3 separate regions of the Mus musculus genome follow, and regions 1 and 3 are each linked to region 2. Evidence: chromatin contacts called from public Hi-C and HiChIP or PLAC-seq data. All regions are on one chromosome and are shown on one strand. The core of a region is the stretch at or near the end of the contact, and the rest is flanking DNA. Distances in the headings are between cores, read along the strand shown.

The links. Hi-C and Micro-C count contacts between places; a contact is called where the count stands out from the background. HiChIP or PLAC-seq counts read pairs in DNA pulled down with a chosen protein or histone mark.
Region 1: a Hi-C map of bone marrow-derived macrophages shows a contact between it and region 2, with 38 read pairs. The contact joins two enhancer-like sites. A contact is called at or near these places in 1 of 39 promoter capture datasets (hematopoietic stem and progenitor cells), 4 of 15 datasets of contacts at CTCF or cohesin (CD8 T cells, large pre-B cells, pro-B cells and 1 more), 23 of 484 Hi-C or Micro-C datasets (B cells, CD8 T cells, bone marrow-derived macrophages and 14 more) and 2 of 115 datasets of contacts at active chromatin or transcription factors (embryonic stem cells and trophoblast stem cells).
Region 3: a contact with region 2 is called in an H3K4me3 HiChIP or PLAC-seq map of bone marrow-derived macrophages, with 3 times the contacts expected there. The contact joins the promoter of St7 here to the enhancer-like site in region 2. A contact is called at or near these places in 10 of 39 promoter capture datasets (the C10 cell line, the HPC-7 cell line, HPC-7-derived erythroid cells and 7 more), 3 of 484 Hi-C or Micro-C datasets (bone marrow-derived macrophages, embryonic stem cells and nephron progenitors), 11 of 115 datasets of contacts at active chromatin or transcription factors (the 230-238 cell line, bone marrow-derived macrophages, cardiomyocytes and 6 more) and 3 of 9 other capture datasets (adipose tissue, liver and macrophages).

What each region holds. Positions count from the first base shown.
Region 1 is chr6:17,726,941-17,731,217 of GRCm38.p6, reverse strand. All of the region lies in intron 1 of St7 (suppression of tumorigenicity 7), which reads right to left. Among named protein-coding and RNA genes, the nearest start is that of Gm52895, 33 kb to the left of the region's middle. Within about 2 kb of position 2,452, at least 5 of the 459 cell types and tissues checked have an H3K27ac peak or open chromatin away from gene starts, as enhancers often do. A contact at or near this core is called in bone marrow-derived macrophages, where this site is marked.
Region 2 is chr6:17,808,443-17,812,969 of GRCm38.p6, reverse strand. The region is part of intron 1 of St7 (suppression of tumorigenicity 7); the gene reads right to left. Among named protein-coding and RNA genes, the nearest start is that of Gm52894, 30 kb to the left of the region's middle. Within about 2 kb of position 1,724, at least 17 of the 459 cell types and tissues checked have an H3K27ac peak or open chromatin away from gene starts, as enhancers often do. A contact at or near this core is called in bone marrow-derived macrophages and trophoblast stem cells, where this site is marked.
Region 3 is chr6:17,691,860-17,696,532 of GRCm38.p6, reverse strand. It overlaps St7 (suppression of tumorigenicity 7), which reads right to left and starts at 2,539. Exons shown (of 16, transcript NM_001289624.1): 1 at 2,171-2,539. The coding sequence starts at 2,321.

The DNA.
Region 1 (4,277 bases), core at 1,203-3,702, 82 kb after region 2:
CATTCCTAGTCCCTAGGCATCAATGCCCTGTGATGCTGACCAGTCATTATGACAACACAAAGACCCTATATGCATTTCTGTATGGTCTCGGGTGGGATGGTCCAGCCCTCCCAACCTTCTGATGCATTCACTAGTCTTCCTAGTGCCCCCAAAACTTAGAAGTTTCTGCTACTACATCAGTTATTTTGCAAAACTACATAGCTAGCTGCTGCACATGCAAATGAAGATAATACAGGATGTTGGATGGCCACTTAAAGGGATAGTAATCAGCCTGAAAAAAGTCCCAAAGTCGCTCTCTCCCATCATGGGGGCATTAAAGCTACTTTGAAGCCCATCTTATCTACTAGGTATCTAGAGAGACAGAGGGAGATTTAAATTTAAAATGCAGAGGCAGCCATGGTGGTACAAACCTGTAGTGCAGCTCTCAGGAGCTGAGGATGGGGAACTGTAATAAGTGCAAGTCCAGCATATGTAACAGAGACCCCTCCCCCTCTCAAGCATAAGCAATCAGGTCCGTAACTATGACTTTTCTGCAACCCTATAGGTGGAACAACAATATGAACTGGCCAGTACCCCCAGAGCGCGTGACTCTAGCTGCATATGTAGCAGAAGATGGCCTAGTCGGCTATCATTGGGAAGAGAGGCCCTTGGTCTAGAAAACTTTATATGCCCCAGTACAGGGGAACACCAGGGCCAAGAAGCAGGAATGGGTGGGTAGGGGAGGAGGGTGGAGGGAGGGTATAGGGAACTTTCGGGATAGCATTTGAAATGTATATTAAAAATGATATAAAATAAGAAAAAGAAGAATTCTCATGGCTAGACAGATGGCTCAGCAGGAGAAGCAGCTCTTGCCTCACTACAGAGGACACCAACAGATCTCCAGTTCCCACCCACACTGCGCAGCTCACAGCCGTCTGTAATCACAGCTCCAAGGCATCCGACAGGCCCTTTTGGCTTCGATAAGTGCACATGTGCATACACACACAGTATGCATCTACAGACACATGCGTATAAAAAATATTAAGTCTTAAAAAAAAAACTCCAGTAGCAATTAAAAAGAGAGAGAGACATGTCTGCAGTCCATACTTTATCTCCAAACTTTCTTTAACAATTGGCTTTAAATAGAAGCTTTTGGCAAAAGCTACACTAAAAACAGAAAATTAGAAAGTTGGAACAACTTATTTAGTAGTCAGCAAATGAATTTACTCTTTTACAATGCTGTTTAAATAAACTGATATACAAGATGATCATGAAAATAGCATTAGCAATGTGCCTAAACTTTTTGGACCACAGATATGTCTATTCTTCCAAACTCAGAGACATTTCATCTTCTCTTTTATTTCTCATTGGACTGTGCCTGAAAAAATGTGCCGAGAAGATGTTGTGCCACATATCTAAGAGGTTTATAATATCAACTCTTGAAAACACATCAGGTAAGTCTATATTTCCATCTCTGGACTTTCTGAAGCTCCAGACTGAAGGCAATGGTTCTGCTGTAACTCCTATAAATCAGAGTTCTCTGATTTGCTTGTACACACACACACACACACACACACACACACATGCACACACACAATTAAAATACAAAAAAAAACTTTTTAAAAATAAATAAAAAGGTAGAACATATCTCTGAGATCCTTGACTTGGGAGTCCTTTTTGTGAACACACAGGAGTGGAACAGCTGGACCATACGGAGAGTCTGTTTTTAATTTTGTGATTAACTTTTATATTGCTATTCTGTAGTGGCTAGACAACTTTACATTCCCACCTGCAGGTTTCCTTTGTCCACATCCTCAGTATTATTTTCTTAATTATTTCCAATCCAACCAAGGTGAGATGGAATGTCAATCTAGTTTTAATCTGCATTTCTACTGATTAATATATGCATTACTAGAATCAAAACTGTCCAGAGGAACAACAAGGGGACTACAGGGGGAGGGAAGATAAAGGAAAAGTGATTTGGTAAATCAGAGCATCTCTCAACTATACAATATACAATATTCTTACATGGCACCCTGTTCAAAAATACATAAGAAACATCTTAAGTTCAAACGTGAATCTAAATGAAGAAAGAGAAAATGACTGTCTGTAATGAAATCTCCAGTCATTTATTGCGATGGGGAAACATTATGTTTACTTAAATGAGGACCCATTACATTTATTCCAAGGATCGATTTCTCAACATAAAATATTACTAAATTTTCATCCATAGCCATACATCTTCTGCCCCTTTTCTGTTGTGGTATCTAACAGAAAGCTTCAAGTCAAGGTATTTCCTCTAATGTCTTGTAGAATTCGTTTTCATAGTCTAGTCCACAAAAACATCACCAACGGTTTCTCCTAAAAACACTAAGTCCGAGGTTTGAAAGAAAATGACAGCCTCTTAGATAAATCTAATCATTTCCACCATAAAAATCAGGGTAACTTCCCCAAAGATCGACAGTGGCTTCTCTAGTCAGGAAGTTCATGATGTATTATATATAGCACACACTGGGGCTGGAGAGATGGTCAACAGATAAAGCGCTGCTAACAAGCAGCATCAGGTCCCCAACACCCACAGAAATGCCAGGTAGCTTACCTTCTAATTTCAGCACTGAGAAAGTGGAGACAAGCTGGCTAGTGAGGTTAGCCCATGACAGCAAGCTCTAGATTCACTGGAGAAATGTTGCCCTGCTGAATAAGGTGGAGAGTAACTGAGGACCCCTTAGAAACATGTGTGGGGGCCTTAAGACAAGTCTCTCACCAGCCTTGGAGCTCAGTTTTCACCTAGGCTGGCAGTCGGTAAGGCCTAGTAATTCTTTCTCTATCCACCATGTACTAACTCTGGGGTTAGGCATTGCACAGTCAAGCTGAGGTATGCATGTGGGCACTGGGGATATGAACTCTGACCCTCACATTGTGCAACAAGCACTCTTATACACTGAGCCTTCTGTCCAGCTCACCTCGTTAAATAATACATTTTCTCCATTTGTCTGCAAGAAAAGAAGGCATAGGATTAGACTCTTTTTGTTGGTTTTGCTTGTTTGTTTGAGACAGGGGATACCCATATAGTTCTGGCTGTCCTGGAACTCACTCTATAGACCAGGATAGCCTCAGACTCACATAGATCTGCCCTGCCCCCCTGAGTGACGGGACTAACGCTGTGCACTGCCACACCTGGCTAGGATCATACTCGGAATCCCTGCACACTGGGTAGTGGTCTGTTGAGAAAGCAGGGACCTGAAAGCGATGATACTGAAGGAGTGGAGCAAGGGAAGCTGGAGATTGGCAATGTGGACAGACAGACCATCTGAGTGCTCAAAATGAGCGTAATTCTCACCAAAAGGACCTTGCTCCTTCTTTTTCTCCCTTCCCTTCCCCTTCCCCTTCTTCCCCTTCTTCCCCTTCTTCCCCTTCCCCTTCTTCCCCTTCCCCTTCTTCCCCTTCTTCCCCTTCTTCCCCTTCCCCTTCTTCCCCTTCTTCCCCTTCCCCTTCTTCCCCTTCCTCTTCCCCTTCCCCTCCCTTCCCTTTCCTGTTCTTGACTGGCTCTTCACATCTTCCCAATCACTTTGGATTAGAAAGCTCAGAATGCAATTTAATACTTCCTGTGTATAACTACTTCTTCAGTAAGTAATCTACTTTGGGGACTTTAAGTATACCAGTGAGCTGACTGCGACTGTGTCTAAAATCTACTCTCTACCTCTAACTCATACTTCCACCTACTAGGTGGTCCTTCAGTTTGAGGATCTGAGCATCTCCAACTTAATACAGCATCCACCCTCCCACTTCTCTTCCCTATCTTATCTGATGCCAGCAGGGCTTGGGGCGTGGGTGTTCACTTTCTCCAAGGACCAGTATTTGGACAGCCATTTAAGAAATAAGGACAATGACAACAGAAAAGACCTAAGTATCTGGAAGTATTCATTCTAAGAACTATTTGATTCTGGGAAAACAGTCCACAGCTTCCTACTATGTCGATGCCTGGAGACATTCTAGATTCCATCATGTCTAGCATAATTCTTTGGCTTTTCATTAGACTCTAAATTTTTCTCATGTTTTATAAACATAGACTCTAATCACATGTGTCCATATCTATTCTGAGTTCTACTTGGTAAATGGCAAAAAACTGTAAATTATCTACTTACCAAACTATTAAGTCCCTAACTGGTTATGTCATCTCTCCATGGAAATTACAGTGAGAAGGAAATACCTCACACGCTTCCCACTTCAGGCCATCTAAGATTGTCCTAGGCCACAGACTTCGGTAATTCTTTCCTCATTTTTCCATATACTGTGTC
Region 2 (4,527 bases), core at 475-2,974:
AATTTTTCAATGTAATGTATATTACAGAGCTGTTACAGCCATATTCCTCTGGCTGACTGTGTGTCCAACACAGGGTGAAGGAGCCACCAGGCAAGCCAGGGCTCTGGAGTTCAGCTGCTATCCATATCTGGCATTTCAGAATAAGCCTGCAGCTTCACTATTTCCAATTCTATTACTATATTTAGCTTTACATTTGCACCAGACATTCAAATTTCATTCCCGGGGCACCAAACCTTCTCTCTCTGGGCTCATGACTGGAAGTGTATGTCCAAGTGTATCACAAATGCACCGGGCTTCACATAATGTCTATGGGTGAGAGGCAATGCAAACTGTAGCACTGATATTTCCAAATGTCAATAAGACAGTTTCTTTAAACCAAAAACAATCAAAAACTATATTAAAAAAAATGTATCTATATACCAGATGCTCAATGCAGTCTCTGATAGACATGTCCCCAGTGCCTGGAATGACATTTTCCATTTTCATCTCTATTCTTCCTATCTCAAATGGATTTCAGCAATTGCTACCCCTTACTAGGATGTGATCTATTCATCTGTGACAATGAAACACGTTGTTTCTTCTTCATTAGCACATAAGGCAGGACTTTGAGGAATGGGTAAGCAATTGGCTAAAGCCCAAGGTTAACAAAGCCACTATCATTAAGTTGACTGAGGCAGTTAACCTCATAGCAAGAAATTCTGCAGCACAAACTCAGAAGGTGCCTGTCTAATGTTATGAATGGGTATTTGCATGGGGTATGGAATATAAAACATGGCATCACTATGAAAATAGCCCCAACCAAAACTTTTGAAATGGTAGGAGATTGACTAGAACCACAGGAAAAAATAATGACAATCCTAAACAACCAAAGCTGCCTGTACAGAAAGAACTAAGCAGATGACATTACATGAGCTAAAGTGAAAATATGCTACAAAGCTACTATAGTTAAAACAATACAGCTTGGATATGAAAACATATTCAGATAGAGATAACTGGCTTTTACCAAGGGCACAAACATATTCATTGAGAAAGATTAAACAATTCTGGTGACAATGCACTATGATAAAAATGTCTCTTACATTCAAAGAGATTGGGACTTTTACTGGGCTTCACAGCAGAGTTAATAATAAACTTGGAGTCACTGAAGACTTATCTTCAGGGTACTGTGTCCTCAGCCTCTTTGTTTAGCCTGACTTAAAAGAACAATGTAATATCCAACCTAACTTTGCTTGAATTTCCCATGGAATCAACTTTTACAACCCAAGTTAATGTATAGCTGTAATCTTAAATTATATAGTCTTCCATATCCCTTGACCCAGAGTAATGTGTGCATGTGTTATGATAAGCATTTGCTGAAAATAGCAAATATAAGCTAAAAGTGGTCTTATAAAATCCACTATAATTGTTGAATGAAACATACAGATATAGCTTGAAACACAGTGAAGTTTGTAACACTCTTTGTTAACTGGATCAGCTGGAGTAAATTAATTCCTTTTAAAACTTCGTAAAAGATTTCTATAAAGTATCCCTCATTCCTTCTGCATGTTATACTTTCTGTGTTGTTCAATGAAAGAAAAAGTGAAGTCTCTTGTTAGGGTCAGAAACACAGGATCAGACACAGAAAGAGATTCACAAGGCAGCCTTCAGGCAGGCTCAGACTCCGACTCATACAACAGACAAACAGGAATGACCTTGGAGAGGGAAGTAGAGAAGTCAAATCTGGGCTTGCTCTTGGTTAACTCATACCACCAGGAAGTGCTTTGATTTCTTAACTTAATATGACACCGGTGGATTCTGGGTGATTCTGAGTTTATTATTAATATATTCAAGCCCTACCACAATGCCTGAGAATTGAAACTCTAGGAAAATGTACTAGGGCTATTCTTTGGGTCCTTGGAATGGGTCATCTATTTTGGACATGACCTCAGTAACAAAGGCAGCACAAGAAAAGCAAATGGGACAACAACAAACTGAGCAGCTTCTCCCCAACAGCTGATGTCATCCACGAGGACTCTAAGAAGGTAGGCCTCAGAGTACATGAGGATAACGCATAAGGTGGGCATGGGAGGAGGAGGGAGGAGGAAGGAAGGGAACAGGTCGGTGAATAGGTCCTGAAATCTACAGTAGAAATATGTGATGACATGGTCTTTCACATCATTGTCGCTAAAATGTTAAGGTACTGAATAACCCCAAAAAGCTTAGGAGAAAGAACAGTGGATGTTTTATTCCCAAGAAACAATAAAAGCTTCAGAAGATAGCTATGCACAACTCAATTTCACCATTACAGAAATATCACATGGTACCCCATAGATAAATAAACTACAATAAAATGCTAAAAACATTAAAAATGAGGAAGTTTGACTTTTCAAGATTGTTTTCCAAATGTTAAAATTTATTTTTAATTTTGTGAGTGTGTGTATTTGTGCGAGTGTGTGTGTGTGTGTGTGTACGCGTGTGCATGTGTGTGTTTGTGTGTGTGTGCGTACGCGCACACACTTATAGGTACCCATGGAGTCCAAAGACATCATCACATCCTGAGGGTGGAGTTACAGGTAGTTGTCAAACAGCCATGAGTGTTAAGACCTGACTGAACTTGGGTCTTCTAGAGGAGCACTATTTCTTAACAACTGCACCACTTCTCCAGTGTTCTTATGCCCCCACCCCGCCCCCACCCCCACCCCTTTTTTTTAAGACTGTTTTTTAAGAACTGTCCTGGAACTCACTCTGTAGACCAAGCTGGCCTCGAACTCAGAAATCTGCCTGCCTCTGCCTCCCAAGTGCTAGGATTAAAGGTGTGCACCACCACTACCTGGCCTCTCACTCCCCTTTTTTAATGCAGAAAATCTTAAAGAGTATGTTCTTCTTCCTCCTCCTTCACCAAAAGAGAAAAGAAGAAAAGTGACAAGGAACGCTGATTGTGCTGGCCTGCACAGGCTACTTTCCCAAGGTACAGTGATTAAAAGCATGCAAGTTAACAAATGTAGAAACTGTACCACATTTTCTGTATCCATTCCTCTGTTGAGGGACATCTGGGTTCTTTCCAGCTTCTGGCTATTATAAATAAGGCTGCTATGAACATAGTGGAGCATGTGTTCTTATTACCAGTTGGAACTTCTTCTGGGTATATGCCCAGGAGAGGTATTGCTGGATCTTCCAGTAGTACTATGTCCAATTTTCTGAGGAACCTTCAGACTGACTTCCAGAGTGGTTGTACCAGCTTGCAATCCCACCAGCAGTGGAGGAGCATTCCTCTTTCTCCACATCCTCACCAGCATCTGCTGTCTCCTAAATTTTTGATCTTAGCCATTCTGACTGGTGTGAGGTGGAATCTCAGGGTTGTTTTGATTTGCATTTCCCTGATGATTAAGGATCTCTACCTACATATGTAGTAGAAGATGGCCTAGTCGGCCATCACTGGGAAGAGAGGCCCCTTGGTATCTGTCTTAGTCAGGGTTTCTATTCCTGCACAAACATCATGACCAAGAAGCAAGTTGAGGAGGAAAGGGTTTATTCGGCTTACATTTCCATACTGCTGTTGATCACCAAAGGATGCAGGACTGGAACTCAAGCAGGTCAGAAAGCAGGAGCTGATGCAGAGGCCATGGAGGGATGTTCTTTACTGGCTTGCTTCACCTGGCTTGCTCAGCCTGCTCTCTTATAAAACCCAAGACTACCAGCCCAGAGATGGTCCCACCCACAAGGGGCCTTTCCCCCTTGATCACTAATTGAGAAAATGCCTTACAGTTGGATCTCATGGAGGCATTTCCTCAACTGAAGCTCCTTTCTCTGTGATAACTCCAGCTGTGTCAAGTTGACACAAAACTAGCCAGTACAATTGACCCCTTGTCAACTTGACACACAAAAACATCACTAGTAAGCCTCAACCCTTACAATCTTATTCATCCCCAAGATCTAAATAACTTTAAAAGTCCCACAGCATTTCCATATTCTTAAAATTTCAATCTCTTTAAAATATCCATCCTTTTTAAAATCCAAAGTCTTTTTATAATTAAAAGTCTCTTAACTGTGGGCTCCACTAAAACAGTTTCTTCCTTCAAGAGGGAAAATATCAGGGCACAGTCACAATCAAAAGCAAAAGTCAATCTCCAACTGTCCAATGTCTGGGATCCAACTCACGATCTTCTGGGCTCCTCCAAGGGCTTGGGTCACTTCCAGCCATGCCCTATGTAGCACACACATCATCCTCTAGGCTCCAGATGCCTCTACCCCACTGCTGCTGCTGCTCTTGGTGGTCATCTCATGGTACTGGCATCTCCAAAACACTGCATGACCCCTTCAGTCCTGGGCCTTCAATTGCAACTGAGGCTGCACCTTCACCAATGGCCTTCCATGGCCTCTCACAGTACCGAGCCTCAGCTGCTTTGCGTGACCCCTTCATGCCTTCAAAACCAGTACCACCTGGGTGACCCTTACATATTACCAAGTCCCGCTGCAGCAGGAGTACAACCTTGGCCATCTCTGGAACACAGCATCTTTGTGCTTTCACAAAACACTTCCCAGAAGATG
Region 3 (4,673 bases), core at 1,290-3,789, 120 kb after region 2:
CATGGGAAAGAGAATTTGGCAAGAAAAGGAGGGAAATACGTTGACAGGAGTCTCTGGCCGTCTTCCTACAAGAACTTCTCACTTTTTTCTTAAAAGGGAAGAAAAATGCCATCCAATGTCTCACACTGCCTTTTGAAAAACCTAATCCCGGCTGCGGTGGCTCACCGCCATCCTTGGATATATCAAGAGCAGTGCTAAAGCCCTTCCTCATCTACTACATTCTCACAGAAATAGCAGAAAGATGAAAACCCTCCACGCGCTTCTCTTTTCATCCCCCTTTATGACAAGAATATGCACAAAACTCTCCAGGACAAACTGAGGCCCCGCACCACAGAGAAAAGGGCCTCTACCTGATGCCTAGGAAGGAACGAGCCACAGCCTGGCCCATCCAATGCTGAAAATCTCAATTAGAAAGGTCCCTGTGCAAACTATCTGTGAGAAATGCCAAGTCTAGTGTTGCTTGGGGCTGGGGGAGATCCCAACTCTCTTCCTAAAAAATCATCTCTCTTCTTAATCCTTCCTGTCTGTCCTGTCTAAAGTGTTAGCGTGTGGCCTCTGTGCCTTGCATATAATTCTGTTTGGATGACTATTTAACCTACTTTAAGGAAATGAGAAATAGAGACGTGTTCTGAAATAAATATAACTATATTATGCAAAATTCAAGATTTTAAAAATTCTACAACAAATTTTCTGGAAGGAAAAAAATTTGGAAGTACCTTCCTATAAATAGATAATAAAGATTCAAATTTGTTTAAAGGACGGGTCTTTGAGACTAGAATCTATTCTCTAGTCACCAAAGTCACAAGGAAAAAGCCTTACCCTAAAGCAGTTGTTCTAAACCTTCTAAATTTACGTTGAGGTGACCCACCAACCATAAAACTATTTTCTTTTTTCTCGCTACTTTGTAATTGTGATTTTGCTACTCATAATGTATATATCTGACATGCAAGGATATCTGATATGCAAGCTCCAAATGGGTCATGACCCACAGGTTGAGAATGTCTGTCCTAAGGCAAGGAACACAATATTACAATGTGACAAGCAGTCACGCTAACAGATTAAAAAAAAAAAAAAGGTGGGATCTTCGGAATAATCAGAGCCAAACAGCTTAGCATCCTCTACATTAGGATGAGCTGATTCTATGTGCAGAATTCTGTCTGCCTCCCAAAAAGACCATCCAAAGGATACTATGAAACAAACATAGTCAGCAACAGGTTCACATTAAAGGAGGTTTATAATGTTAAACAAAATGAGTACATTGTGGCAAGCATCTAAAAGGGTCCACTTCCCACTGGTCCTCCATTTCCAGTTATGGTCATGGGAAATTCATTTCCAACCTTGGTATTGTAGACAATGCAAATTAAAATAACAGAAGACAGATATATGTGAATGTGTATCTATGTCTGTAAATAAGTCAGAACTGTAAAGACTTCCCAGCGTAGTGTGCAATAAAATTTGCAGACTCAAAGGGCTGTAAGCCTTCCTTCAACGTGCATTTTGTTTCTGAATTGTCTCTGGGGTGTCCTTAGCCTAAGTTTGCCCTCCTTGGTTTTTAACATCTGGGGTGGCCTGCTGCAAGTTTATCAGGACCACAGTCACCACATACATGCACACTTGTTTAGCCCCGCGCGCTTTAGAGAGGGCTCAGCCGAGAACAGGACAACTTCAGCTGGGGACGTCAGACATTCCAGATTCCCCGCGCGCGGTCCGCGTGTCCCCTCGACATTCCGTTGGGTGACCTGACACGTCATCCACGCTCCTAGAGGGACCTACGGACATGCCCTCCCCGTCCACACCACAGCGACACCCTCCGGGACAAGGCTCTCTCTCCACTCGCGCGCGCCCTCGGCCCGAGCCATGCGTGGGCCCTGGCGGCGCAGCCGGGAGCAGGACATGCCTCCTCGGCGCGGTTCGGACGCTCGAGCGCCGGCGAGACTCGCGAGCTCCCGGGGCTCGGCGGGGACCCGCGGGGACGGAAGGGGACACTCCGCGCGCGGGGGTGGGGGTGGGACTCGCGAAGGCCGCGGGGCTGCGGCGGCCACCTGAGGCGGCGCGTCCCGGAGCGCGCGTCCCCGCCGGCCGCGACCCCGCCGCGCGACTTTGCACTAACTTTCCCGGGGCGGGGGAGGGGCGGCCGAGCGGAGCCGGGCCGGGCCGGGCCGGGCCTGACCTGTGCTCAGGTTGTCGTTGATCCTCAGGGGCACCCTCAGGATGTAGACCAGGAAGAGCACGAGGAAGAACCACACGGTCCACAGATAGGTCCACGACCACACGATGCAGGACTTGAGCTGCTCCAGGAAGCCCGCGCCCGCCTCGGCCATCTTCCGGCGCTGCTACGGGCCGCCGCGGCGCTCGCTGTCGGCCGGGATGATTCACCCGCCCGAGGCACGGCTCGAGCCGCCGCCGCCGCCAGGGCCCGGCGTCCCCGGAGCTCGCCCGGCGCCCGGATGCGGCGGGAAAGCGCGCGGCCTGCGCTCCGAGCCCCCGCCGGTGGCCTTCGTGGAGCGGTCACGTGGGCCCGGTCCCTGCACTCTCCCGGGCCATTTATACTTCTTGTACTAGTATTTTAGGAGGACAGCCCGGGCGCCGCCGAGGGACCCACTGACGTAACAGCTCGCGGGTGTAGAGCGCTTCCGAGAGCCGGGCGTGCTCCACACACTTTGTAATGTCTGGGGGGGGAGCCTGCAACAGTTGCCAGGTCCTGGGGTGATAGACGGAGGGAAACTGAGGCCCAAAGCGTTCCTAGGTCTACCTTAAAGTGGAGTCAGAATTCGGTTGCAATCAAGATTTCCAGGACGTAAACAAGGTTTCCAGGAGTCTTAAAGCTGTGTCTCCCAGGACTGGGGCTTAAAGGTATCAATGAAATCCAGACGAGCTAGAAGAGATGCACTCCTGCTCATTAGGCCTGAAGAGAAATTTTGGTTCCCTTTGTACTAGCTTCTGCTATTTGTTTTGTTTTTCCCAAACAGCACGGTGAAGGGTTTTCCAGAGAAACTGACAACATACGTATTTCTTTTTCTTCCTATTTTCCAAGTGATCGCCATTCAAACAAGTCTTTACTCGTTTTGTTTTTGTTTTTAACATATAAGCAATTCCCTAGTTTAACTTTGGCGTACTTCATCAGAACCTAATGAAAAATGAATAAAAATAAAACCACATTATGAACATTTTCCCACGGTTAAATAAAATAGTATATTTTACACAAGGCTTTAGGTGCTAGCTCCGAGTCTGTTTCTTGACTTTTAATGTATTCAATGTTAAATGAAGCAAACGCAGACTTTCCCAACTATAACCAAGACATTAAAATTCATCACTGAACAGCTTACCTTATTATAATTTTTATATTGCTCATGATTAAGCTCAGAATGCATTACCTCAAAATGGGACACCTTGTGCTGGCGTGCTGGCTGCCTTGAATGGAAGGGAATTGGAAAGGCCTCAGAAGCAAGGTGTCTCTGAGCTCCTGTCCTTTTTTCATACCTTGTGTGTCCCCCAAAGCAAAGCCAGTTCCCGGAAACCAAAATTCCCCTACTTCAAGGTGCATTGTAGAAATCAGAATGCATCTCCCTCAGACTAAACTATAAAACATGGAAAGCTCGATCTTTTCTCCCTTCCCCCTCCTCCTTTGAAGCCCCTCATTCCAGGACACTCTACCTCAAAAACCTCCAGAAGAAAGAATGTTAGGGAGAGGCCAAGAATGTGGACATGCCGGCTTTGCGAGACCTTTCCCCTCAGCCTGTCACCTTCACGTTATTACCTGAACGAAAAGAGGTTTCTCAAATTCTTTCAGGCTTCATTTATCATGCTTTTTCTTTTGCATCCTGATATATGGGAGTGTTGGCTGCGGCCCTTACAGTGGGTGTGGAGAGGTGTTACACCTTTCTGCTCCTACAAGGACTTGTAGTTTCTTCCATAGTAAAACAGGCTGAGTTAATTTGTAGATGTGGGGCCTGTTTGTGACAGTTCCAGGTGGCAAACTCAATTGCACTAAGGAGTGGTTTGGGGATTGCCTGCGAGGGTCTTTCCAGAAGAGACTGAGAAGTGAGTGTGAGCACATTTGATGGGGAATGTTCACCTTCAGTGTGTGTGAGTACCATTCAAGAACCTGGAGACCATAGAACTAGAGAGAATGTACTCTCCTTCTACCACAGAAGAGGCATTTTGACCTCTTCTTCTGTTGACATTGGCCATGAGAACTCCAGGCTTTAGACTCCAGGACTTGGACCAGTGCCACCTTCAGGCCTCCAGACTCCAACTGTAGGTTGTAATCTAAGCTCCCCTTCCCTACCATGGGTCATTCTTTGAAATTAGCCTGAGCGGCGCTACCTACTCTCTGGTTCTCCAAGACTTTCATGGAACTTCTCATACTATATTCTTCATAAGCCAATTCCCCAGTCAACCAACCCCTCCTTCCTCTCCTTTCTCTTCTCCATTCTATACTGGGCCTTAAGACATCAAGATTCAGATCACCTCTGTGTTTCTCCCAGCAATGGCCTCTAGTTACAGCCTGATTGTTACCTAGAGGGAACTATGTTGTGGGTTCCTACCACCAATTTTACTACCACCACCTCATCATCATCTATCTAAAAATGATATGTAGATGGCATATAGTATTTTGCCGGGCACTTTTGTCCTCCTGCTCCATACTACCTGTCATATATTTCTCTGGCTGC